Linked DNA regions of Mus musculus: regions 1 and 3 are each linked to region 2. The links are chromatin contacts, called in public ChIA-PET maps. All regions are on one chromosome and are shown on one strand. The core of a region is the stretch at or near the end of the contact, and the rest is flanking DNA. Distances in the headings are between cores, read along the strand shown. Region 1 overlaps Sema4d (sema domain, immunoglobulin domain (Ig), transmembrane domain (TM) and short cytoplasmic domain, (semaphorin) 4D). Region 2 has its middle 120 kb from the start of Gadd45g. Region 3 overlaps Sema4d (sema domain, immunoglobulin domain (Ig), transmembrane domain (TM) and short cytoplasmic domain, (semaphorin) 4D).

Region 1 (3,500 bases), core at 733-3,232, 200 kb before region 2:
ATACTGGGTTCCAGAAAGGCCACTGCAAAGAAACCCCTTCCCAACACCAGGATTCATGATGCCAATCTACCCAGACAAGGCCAAGCACAGAGGTCTCCAGGTCTGGCTTACTACCCCCAAGCAAGCTGTCATTCAAACAGACCCTGGGCACCAAACCTAAGGCTTCCCTCCATTCTTAGATCCCATAGTTCCCAAGCCACTCTTGGGACACTCCTGGGACATGTTCATTCCTATGCCACACCTAGCCCTTCTCTGCAATCTATGTTCTTCAGGACTCTCACCCTCCCACCGGTGTAACCCTGGGGATACCAGATCCTCATGGCCAAAGGGTGGACTGGCCTTTACATCCTCTGACCAAGTCTTCTTATTAAACCCCCATTTTTTAAATATATAGTTTTGTTGGGGGAAGATGACGCCCAGCCTCTCAAGCACACTAAGCAAGCCCTCTGCCACCAAGCTGAAAACTCAGAGCCTTGTTTTTTACTTGAACTTGTACAAATCAAAAAAATACTAGAGCCCTCAAAGGCATTATATAGCGACATGATCATACAACTAAGCAGAAGCAAGAATGATCCAAGCATATAAAATAGCCCATCACCATAGCAGACTGCCAGAATAAATCTCTAATAAGTTTTATCCACCATTAGAAGAGTACCACGTTGGTGGAAACTGTATCATAAGACACTAGGGTTCTGTAGCCAAAGGATTTTCTGAATGACAAGCTAATAACTGGACAAACTCCAGAAGGCTGTGCGTAGTAACAGCTCCTAACAACTCATTAAACTGATTTGGTGAGGACGGGAAGTTCTGGGGGGCTGCAATACTTCCCAAGCCAAAGAACACAGTACCAGAATGTCCCTGTACAGCATCCTATTATGTTATGTGAATTTCTTCTCCATAACAAAAAGCTATAGGAAGTCAAGGGACATTGGGATGGATTTCCTATGGACACAGGTCGGCTCTTCCCATGGGAGGGCAAGGGTTACCTTTCCACTGCCCTGGAACCATTTGTACATCCACAGAGGACAGTCAATGTTGATGTCCGTGGTATGTGACTTACGGATTGGCACACAGCCCGGAGCCCCTTGATCGAACACCAACTTAAAGGTTACTTATTCCAAAGTCTGAGACTAGAAGAAGGGAAGGGACACAATAGTGAGGTTAGGAAACGGGATGACTTGGGGGGAAACCATGAATGGAAGGAGAGTTGGGAGTTGTCCTGAATTTCTGGGGTTGGAGTGGGGCAGGAGAAAGAAGAGTGAGGAGCTAACCAGGCCCATGACAGCAAGAACCCAAGATCTGAGAATCTCAGCAGAGTCAATGATCTCTCGGTCTGAGCCTGACTTTTAAGAGTGCACCCATATAAACGTGGGACTCGCCAGCCCGTGGCACTGTGTCAGGGGCATGCACCAATGGGCCAGACATCTAAAGAGAACAGGAAGTTCAAAACCATTTCCTGACTCAGGGGCTGAGGAGATGGCTCAGTTGATAAGGCCTTGCAAACATGTGGACCTGAGCCTAAGCCCCCAGAACCCAGTAAAAAGCTGGAAACGTGATGTGTGCTTTTAATCCCAGCACTGGAAAGCCGGGAGACTCCTGGGGGACTCACAGCTGAATCAGCATGTTCCGGGCCAGCGGGAGATCTTTACAAAAATCAACTAGGAGGCATCTGAAGAATAAGTCAAGGCTATGATGTGGCCTCCATGTATGCAAATGCACTCATGTGTGCCTGCACACAAACATGCACATGATACACACACACACACACACACACACACACACACACACGTTCTACTTCAAACAAACAAACAAACTAGGAAAATCACCTGAGTTCATCTCACCGCAATGTGAGTTCATTTTCATTTCTGTCGATGTGGGTTCTCTTCAGGGCTGACAAAACACCTCTGCAAGCCTGGGGCAGGGACATGAACTGGAACTGCCTGGGGCCTTCATTTCCCGGAGCTACCACAAGGCAGCAGGAAGACCCTGGGTGTTGGCCTGACACTACACCTACAACAGCATCTGCTAGATGTGTGCACGTGCTCAGACACACCAGTACTCAAAGATCACATGAGCACGTGCACAGTTGCCCTCGCAGATGTGCAAGTACCCAGGAGCCCACCCAGTACCTCACTAGTACTCCACTGCTTAGAACACAGTGTGTGTGTGTGTGTGTGTGTGTGTGTGTGTGTGTGTGTGGTAGTAAGGTGTCAATCAACCTGGTAGCACCCGCCCTGCTCGAGAGCACCTCTGTTCAGCGTGCACTTCCTTAAGCCCTTTGCCACTGCCTTCCTCTGCAATCAGTACCCAGCATGCAATGCCTGTAAATACAGAGAGAATGAGAGCTGAGCATGAGCCCAAATGTGAAGCAGACTCGGCTGCAGAACCTTCTTGGGAGGATGCCACTCCCTTCCTAGCGCTCCCGTTACTATATAACCAGAGGTTTTTAAGTCCAAAGCTCCAGGGGGCAGACCCTAGAAGGGCCTTCGTTACTCTTTCACAAGCCACCAGAGCAGAAACTAAAATGTCACCAGCCCCCTGGAGGGAAGCTGATATTAACTTCCCAGCTCTCAGCCTCCAGATGAAGGTGAGCTGAGGTTCTCCTGGTTGCCGGGGCTGGAGTTTCCTTAAGCAGAGCCCCCGAGGGCACTCTTCTGGAACAGCACCATCTCTGCCTCTTCCTGGTACCAAGTGTGGATCTAAGCACGTGTTGCCCCCAGTACCACCCTGCTCTAACTGCCCAACACTCCAGAACCAAGATGATTCAGGGGGATCCCTCAGAGTCCAGAAAGACAAAGCACAGCATCTGATAGTTACAGATGATTCAGCATCCCTGGGGCTCCTGGTCCCTCCATGCCCACAACCCAGACTCATGTGGACCTCTGCACACATGGGTCCCATGTACATTCACAAGACGGAGCTCTGTGCATATGCAGTCTTTGCCCTTTGTCATTGTCCCTATTCCTTATATGCACTGACATGGCACATATATCATCTTGGAACTGTGAGGCACCTAGAGGTGGCTGGTGTATACAAGGATGCTCACCGCTGTGAACAAGCACCATACCCTTATGGAAAAAAGAAAGAAAGAAAGAAAGAAAGAAAGAAAGAAAGAAAGAAAGAAAGAAAGAAAGAAAGAAAGAAAGAAAGAAAGAAAGAAAGAAAGAAAGAACCAAAAACCTTGCATCTACGAATCCTGGCATCTGTGGTGAGGGTTCTAGAACCCATCCTATCCCCTTAGACACAGATGGACAACTGCACACACCCAAGCAACTCACCTGATGTCCTTTTTCAGCCCTTCAGTTTCTGTCTCAAGACACACAAAATGCAAGTGAATGTTCACGTGGAAGCCCAAAGTAATGTCTAGTCTCATCCTCAATCACTCTCACTGAGGCAAGGTCTCTAGATCAAGCCCAGAACGCATCAATACAGCAGTCTCCCTAACCACCTTGCTTTTAGGGATCCCACATCTCCACCTTCCATGAGTGGAACTATAGGCA
Region 2 (3,616 bases), core at 511-3,010:
CACAGATCCATCCCCCAGACACACGTTGTCACATCTGCTGTTAGCAGCCTGGACTCAGTGAGCTCTTCTCCTGCTCCTCATCCCAGGAAGATGTCTCCACGTCAGGGGCTCAAGGCTCTCAATGGCTCCTCGCTCCAGATGATTAATGTCCACAGCTGCTGAACGCTGCTGGCTTTCTCATTGGTTCTTGTCTGACCCTGGGCTCACCTCTCCTCACACCATTGCTTCGGCTTTCTGGTGACTCATGATGACACACTTGCATTCTCCCAAGAAAGCTGTTGTCTCCCCCTTCCCTCCTCTTTTTTTTTTTTTTTTTTTGACCAAGTGTCATGTCTTCCATGGCCACCCCTCTGAACTTTCCTTTGTCTCCCCTCAAGTTCCTGTCTGAGATGACTTTCTAGCTTTTTATTTTTTTTTTATTTTAAAATTCTTTAATTCTTTTTTTACAGTCCAGTCTTCATCCCTCTCCCGGTTTGCCCCCTGACTGCTTCCTATCCCATCCCCCCTCTCCCCACCCCCCTCCCCATCTCCAAGAGGATGTTCCCACCCCCACTCCTCACCACACCATGCCTCTCCACTCCCTGGGTCCACTCCCTGGGGCCTCAATTCTCTCGAGGGTTAGGTGCATCTTCTTTGACTGAACCCAAACCAGGCAGTCCTCTGCTGTATATGTGCTGGGGGTGGGGACTGGGGGCTCATATCATCTGGTGTATGCTGCCTGGTTGGTGGGGCTCAGTGTCTGAGAGATCTTGGTGGTCTAGGTCAGTTGAGACTGCTGGTCTTCCCATGGGGTCACCCTCGTCCTCATCTTCCTCCAGCTTTCCCCCAATTCAACCACAGGGGTCCCTGCCTTCCATCCACTGGCTAGGTGCTAGTATCTGCATCTGACTCTTTCAGCTGTTCGTTGGGCCTTTCGGAGGGCAGCCATGCTAGGCTCCTGTCTGCAAGCACACCACAACATCAGTAACAGTCTCAGGGGTCTGAGCCTCCCCTTGAGCTGGATCCCAATTTGGGCCTGTCACTGGACCTCCTGTCTCTCAGGCTCTTCTCTACTTTTTGTACCCTCAGACAGGAACAACTCTGGGTCAGAGCTTTGGATGCTGATCTTATAGCCATTCCTCCAGCAGGCCAGTCACACAGAGCAGCCACTCAGTGCAATGCCCCAAGCTTTGTGACTAATTGTAGTCACACCCGGGCCACAGAGAGGATGGTGTCCTCCCCCGACCCCAGCCCCTAAGAGCTCCCAGAGTAGAGTCCCTTTGCTTCTAGGCCTGTTTGTGGCCTACACAGTGAGCAGAAGAAGGTGCTGATCTGAGCACACTGTAACTTGGTCTCTCTACTCTCACTAGAACTTGGTGTTTGGCTTGCCTCAGTTTCCTGGCCTTCTCTTCCTCCACAGCTGCTCTGAGCGGCTCTGAGGAACTCCCAGGGTTTCCAGGAAACAGATTGTGGAGTATGAGAACTTTCTCTCCAGCGACGTAGGGCTGAAGGGTTCCCCTTCTGGGTGAGGGGTCGGGAAGCCATGTTGGGACAGGATTTCAGCCGCAGGAGAAAAGCTCTCCCCGGCTGCAACATCTTCCCTGCTTTTTCCTTTCTTCTTTCTCCATGCTCAGAGAAAGCTGATGAGGAAGAACTAGATTTTTCTGTCTTCATTTTTTTAAGGCTAGTACACACAGCGACGGTCCTCTCTGCAGTGCCAGCGTGCGCAGGTGGAGGAAGGGCTAGGGGCAGTGGAACAGGAAACAGGCAAGTGTACAAACAAAGCCTGCAGGGCCTGAGGAGAATTATGAAGAATGCCTCTTCCGGTGTGACTCAGCCGGTCTGGGGACCAGCCCGCCCGAACAATCAGAGCTGCACAAATCCCACCCTGGTCCTGCAAGCATTGTAAAGACAGCTTCATTTGGGGGAAGGGGTTGGGTTTTCTTTGAGGGTGGAACAAAACTCAGCACAGCCTGTCTGAGGCATCTGTGTGTCAGTTCCTGCTGTGTAGACAGGGAGCCAGTGTCCTCCCTGCATGCTCCCTGCAGACACTAGGGCCACACAGGGTAGCAGTGCCTGGCTTTCAGGGTCTAGCTTGGCTTGCTCAACGGGCAGATGAGCTCCACAGCAGGTGGAATGACCCTCTCTGCTGGAATCAGCCCTTTCGTGTAGAGAAAGGGCAGCTCTGAGAAAGGCTGTTACATAGACCTGCTCAGATGGTTTAGGTAGAAGTCAGTCTCCAGAACGTTCTTCTCTCTTGCTGAATCATTTCATGGGAATTTGTTTTCCAGATCATTCTACTGTCTTGGGGTACTTAGAACAAAGGGGATGATTTAGTGGCTTCCAAAGGCTGTTTCTCCTTCTTGGCTGTGGGCCACATTCTGTCTGCCTTTGCTGAGTTTGGCACCAGCTAGGGGGTGTGGATGCTGAGAGGTGACCTCCACTGGGGCCTTAGGTGGGGACATTGAGCTGACCCTGGGCAGCGATGGACTGGGGAAAGGATACCAGGTTACAGTGGGGTCTTTGTCAATGTCCCTCTGAGGGCCTGGTGAGAACCCAGTTGTCTGGGCTGCCACAGATTGCCACCTCTGAACTTGGAATCTGTCTGTGTTTGAAGGTCACGGGCAAGTGTAGTGTCTCTTTCTGTCTCTTCTTGGGGTCTTTCTAAGGATGCAAACAGACAGCACGAATGTTCAGCAAGCGCTCTACTGGAGGGGGAAGCCCAAGCCTGTCCTCTGTTTATGAAATGAAGACGCACGTTCAGTAGTTTCATTGTTCCTCAACAGCTCCATCCCTTTCTTCCAAAAATGGGGACATACTGGGAAATGGTGATATAGGATGTCAGCTTGGCAGGAACACAGATGACCAGGGGCTTCACAAACATCTGTAAAGGGAAGATAGCTTATTATTGTTAATTATCAATTTTAACGTTTTATTTTTTGTTTAATATTTTTGTTTTCTGAGTCAGGGTCTTTTGTTGCCCATGCTGGCCCTAAACTCACTAGCTGAGGCTAGCCTTCACCTTCCTTGTGCTAGGGTTATAGAAGTATACTACCATGACTGGTTTATAAGGTGTTGGGGATCAAACCCAGGGCCTCATGCATGTTAGGCAAACACTTTACTAACTGATCTGTACCCCGGGACATTTTTTTATTCTGTACTGATGACAGCTCTGACCCCTGACTTCTGCTAGCAAGTAGTGTGTGACTAGATCTTTTCTCCCGAGGTTGCTTATCAACTCATGTTCTTTTTTGATAACCCCGTCAACTGATTTGGGACAACTAAGCTGTGGACATAGCCTTGGGGCAGAGCACTTGGCTGGTTCAAGCTCTTCTCCCTCCTCCAATAATAAATAGAGGGCAACAGAGGATGTCCTTCATGGTCCCATCTGTCTGCCGGAAGCAAGCCCCAGGTTCAGTGGCCCTTAGGGAAAGAGGCTACATGGTGTGGATCCCAGTAGGCTAAGCTTGTTCAAGGTCCTCTCTCTGTCTTGCCTACCACCCATCCCACAGACATACCAGGTTAAGTTGTTCTCAGGAGAAGTTTATGCAAGGTTGTGGTGGCCTCGAGGCTGGCATAGAGCCAGGAATCCACCACCAGCCAGCTCACCTCCAGCTTCTACAGTTGTTCATCAACT
Region 3 (3,414 bases), core at 716-3,215, 240 kb before region 2:
GCTGAGATGCTCATTGGTAGAACATCTGCCTAGTGTGTGCAGGGTTTATGTTCTTTCCCCGGTGCCCCCTTTAAAAAAAGAAAAGTCATGATGGGGGTGGGGGTGGGGGGGACACATCTCTCTCCAAAACAAATTTACACTCATTACCAATGATTTCCAGAGACAAGTGATGCTTTTTCGTACCTGCACCAGTTTAAGAACATGTTAACACAGGCAGGACATACACAATACTGGTCTTCTTAGACAGGGTCTCTCTCCGTGGCCCAGGCTGGCCTGGAACTCACGATCCTCCTGCATCAACTTCCTGAGTGTGGAGGTTCCTGCTGTGATGCTGAGCTCAGCATTCTGCCCCCTCCCCCATCAATGAACTTCATCTGAACTTGCCTACAAGTCAGCACCCGGAGTGTCCAGGTAGCTTCAGAGTTGGACATTCTCAGTGCACTTTGCTTCCCGGCTTCTGTCTTCACAAAGTTCCCTCCCTGGAATGTGGGACAGCCAGTGTGTCCCCATCCTGGAAATCGGGCCTGGAGACCTCTCTGAGGCTGAGCTAATCTCAACAGTGCAGCATAAGTACCTGGGATGTCGTCAGCATTAAGTAAGCCGTGAGCCACTGAGGTCACATACACCGTCCAACCTAAGCTTGGCGCTTGCTGTGGGGTCTCCTGGTCACACAGCATCCTTTGACATCCCAGCGGCTTAAGCCTGCCCTGACAGACCCCACAGAGCATCCAAAGCAGGGACCCCACACTCTCCAGAGCTGCTGCACCCACACTCACACTCACTCATGGCTCACACTCACTTACCTCCATGTTCCCAGGTGAGCCGAGGCACAGGTGCAAATGCCACCGCGGTTCTCAACACTACCACCAGGGCCAAGAACAGCCCCCTAACGGGGGCACACATCCTCATGGGCAGGGGCCACCGAGGCCTTCAGCAACGGGCACACATGGATGGCAGCAGGCTGCTGTGGGGTAGCAGCAAGGACCTCTTAGAGCCCCAGAGCTGGGGCCAGCAGCACAGACTGGAGCCCATAAGGGGTGGGGTTCCTGAGTCCCCACATGTCAGGTTAGCAATGGCCACCTTCACGACGTCATGCCAAGGCTGCCGGTGTTCCCGTCTGACCTGCAAAAGAAGGAAAGGACGAGACTATAGGTCCCAGCGGCTCCAGATGGTTCTCAGTCCCCTCCATCCCTTTCTACTGTCTATCCTGTCTGAACCTGCCTGCTGAGGGACATGGAAGGCATCCAGGATTTGTGGGGCTGCCAGACAGACAGATCCCACAGAGAGAAGACAACAAGGCTAAAACACACCAAGATGGATGGACCCACCAAGGTGGAAATAACTAGCTAGAGGGACAGCCAGGTGCTTGGTGACATGCCACAACTGAAAGGAACAGTACGGGTCTCAGTTTCCCTGGAGGGCTCACTTCCCAACTTCTGACATGCTAACCCAGGAATATTACCAGACATCAGAGGTTTGCGGTTACAGGGCACTCCCCTGGGAATACATGTAAGGGTGCACATGCATGGGTAGACACACAGAATGCACATAGCCATACACAAATGTGCACGAAAATGCACGCATGTGCTCACATACATACATACAGTATGTAAGCACACACTAACCTCCGTACCCATGAAGACATAGCCTCAGGGCCCCATTCTGCAGGAGTAGTGGGTCACATCAAAAGTCATAGCTAGCCCAGGAGGCAACCCGAGCTCTTCCTGCCTCACCAGGAAGCCGTTAATTACCATGGAAACACTAGCAATTAACTCTGATTTGTCCACAAACAAGAAACAGAAGACCAGGCTTTGCTGTCTGATGGACTTGTGGCCAGGTCCCTTGAGCCTCTGTCCCTGTCCTCACCTGCCCTAGCCAAGCCTGAGGCCCAGCACACACCAGGATCCCAGGATGCAGAGCTCAGCGCTGAGTCACTCACCAGCTGCCCTGATACACAGATCCGCCTCACCTTTGGGTGTGGTTACTAGAAGCTGAAGGGAGCACAACAGTCTCCAGATGTGAGCCCAATGCTGGCATGGCATCTACCCACTTGCCAGGCCTCCCCTGCCCCACCCTTCCTCCCACAGAGGGCAGGGCAGGCTCTTCCAGCATCTCTATTCAGTCCCTTAGTCTGTCCGGTACTAAAGGACAGACTGTCTGGTTTCTTTTTTTTTTTTTTTTAAAATAGAAAGTGCCCCCTCTCTTCTTTATCTTCCTCTCTCTTTTTTTTTTTTTATAATTTATTTATTGATTATATGTAAGTACACTGTAGCTGTCTTCAGACACCAGAAGAGGGCATCAGATCTCATTACGGATGGTTGTGAGCCACCATGTGGTTGCTGGGATTTGAACTCTGGACCTTCAGAAGAGCAGTCGGGTGCTCTTACCCACTGAGCCATCTCACCAGCCCCGACTGTCTGGTTTCTATCCCAATGGATTTAGAAGCTTCCTAAAGATAGCCCGAACCCCTCCTTCCTCCAAGGAGTGGGATATTCTAAGCCAGTTCAGCTCACCATTTTCCTTAACTATCGCTATAGCTCAAAAGGAGATACAGGTGACATGCAAAGAGGTGACTCCAATTATAGACAGCGGTTCTACAGAATAGGAGCCAGACGGACCCCTGTCCTACCCTAGAAATTCACAGCAGCCAAGCACAAGGGGTGACTCCTACCCTGATCCAACCAGAAAGCAGGAAGCCAAGAACTGAGGCAGTGACTGGGAAACAGACAGTGGTGAGTCCGACAATTATGAACTCTGCGTTTTGCTGAGCAAGTTCACAGTGCTGCGTCCTGTCGCGTAAGAGCCCATTCTCCTGCCACAGTGAGGAAGGGGGCTGTGGGTTGCTAGGGTCCAAGCCATGGTGACCAACTCCCTCCAACACTGAGCATTCACAGCTAAGGAAAGCCAGGACAGCAACACCACTCTGATCTCAAGCACCCTCTAGGTACAGAGGCACAGGTGGCACTGGTCTAAGCCCAGAAGATCCTGGGTGTTGCAGAAACTGGAGATGAGCAGAACAAGGGAGCTGTGACACGCAGGAGGCCCTCTGATTTGTTCCAGCTGCGAGGGTCAGGTAGCATGGGACATGGATATTTCTTTCCTCTTCACATCCCCCTGATGGAAGTAGATGTTGGTGTGAACAGAGAAGGCTGAACGCCTGCCAGGGTCGCCAGCCAAGGTCATGCAGGTCACATTCCTGCTTGAACATTTTTTATAAGAAAACATTCCTGGGCTGGAGAGATGGCTCAGCGGTTAAGAGCACTGACTGCTCTTCCGAAGGTCCTGAGTTCAAATCCCAGCAACCACATGGTGGCTCACAACCATCCCTAATGAGATCTGGCGCCCTCCTCTGGTGTGTCTGAAGACAGTACTTACATGTAATAAATAAATAGATTATTTAAAAAAAAAAAAAAA

Evidence for each region. ChIA-PET counts read pairs in DNA pulled down with a chosen protein or histone mark.
Region 1: a contact with region 2 is called in an RNA polymerase II ChIA-PET map of effector CD8 T cells, with 39 read pairs. The contact joins two enhancer-like sites. A contact is called at or near these places in 1 of 484 Hi-C or Micro-C datasets (the G1E-ER4 cell line) and 3 of 115 datasets of contacts at active chromatin or transcription factors (effector CD8 T cells, memory CD8 T cells and pancreatic cancer cells).
Region 3: a contact with region 2 is called in an RNA polymerase II ChIA-PET map of memory CD8 T cells, with 6 read pairs. The contact joins two enhancer-like sites. A contact is called at or near these places in 2 of 484 Hi-C or Micro-C datasets (CD8 T cells and embryonic stem cells) and 2 of 115 datasets of contacts at active chromatin or transcription factors (effector CD8 T cells and memory CD8 T cells).

Annotation. Positions count from the first base shown.
Region 1 is chr13:51,766,234-51,769,733 of GRCm38.p6, forward strand. All of the region lies in intron 1 of Sema4d (sema domain, immunoglobulin domain (Ig), transmembrane domain (TM) and short cytoplasmic domain, (semaphorin) 4D), which reads right to left. It also overlaps Gm19281. Among named protein-coding and RNA genes, the nearest start is that of Sema4d, 26 kb to the right of the region's middle. Within about 2 kb of position 1,983, at least 78 of the 459 cell types and tissues checked have an H3K27ac peak or open chromatin away from gene starts, as enhancers often do. A contact at or near this core is called in the G1E-ER4 cell line, effector CD8 T cells and memory CD8 T cells, where this site is marked.
Region 2 is chr13:51,962,736-51,966,351 of GRCm38.p6, forward strand. No RefSeq gene overlaps it. Among named protein-coding and RNA genes, the nearest start is that of Gadd45g, 120 kb to the left of the region's middle. Within about 2 kb of position 1,761, at least 142 of the 459 cell types and tissues checked have an H3K27ac peak or open chromatin away from gene starts, as enhancers often do. A contact at or near this core is called in the G1E-ER4 cell line, effector CD8 T cells and memory CD8 T cells, where this site is marked.
Region 3 is chr13:51,724,421-51,727,834 of GRCm38.p6, forward strand. Sema4d (sema domain, immunoglobulin domain (Ig), transmembrane domain (TM) and short cytoplasmic domain, (semaphorin) 4D) reads right to left here. Exons shown (of 16, transcript NM_013660.5): 3 at 804-1,122. The coding sequence starts at 909. Among named protein-coding and RNA genes, the nearest start is that of Sema4d, 68 kb to the right of the region's middle. Within about 2 kb of position 1,966, at least 43 of the 459 cell types and tissues checked have an H3K27ac peak or open chromatin away from gene starts, as enhancers often do. A contact at or near this core is called in memory CD8 T cells, where this site is marked.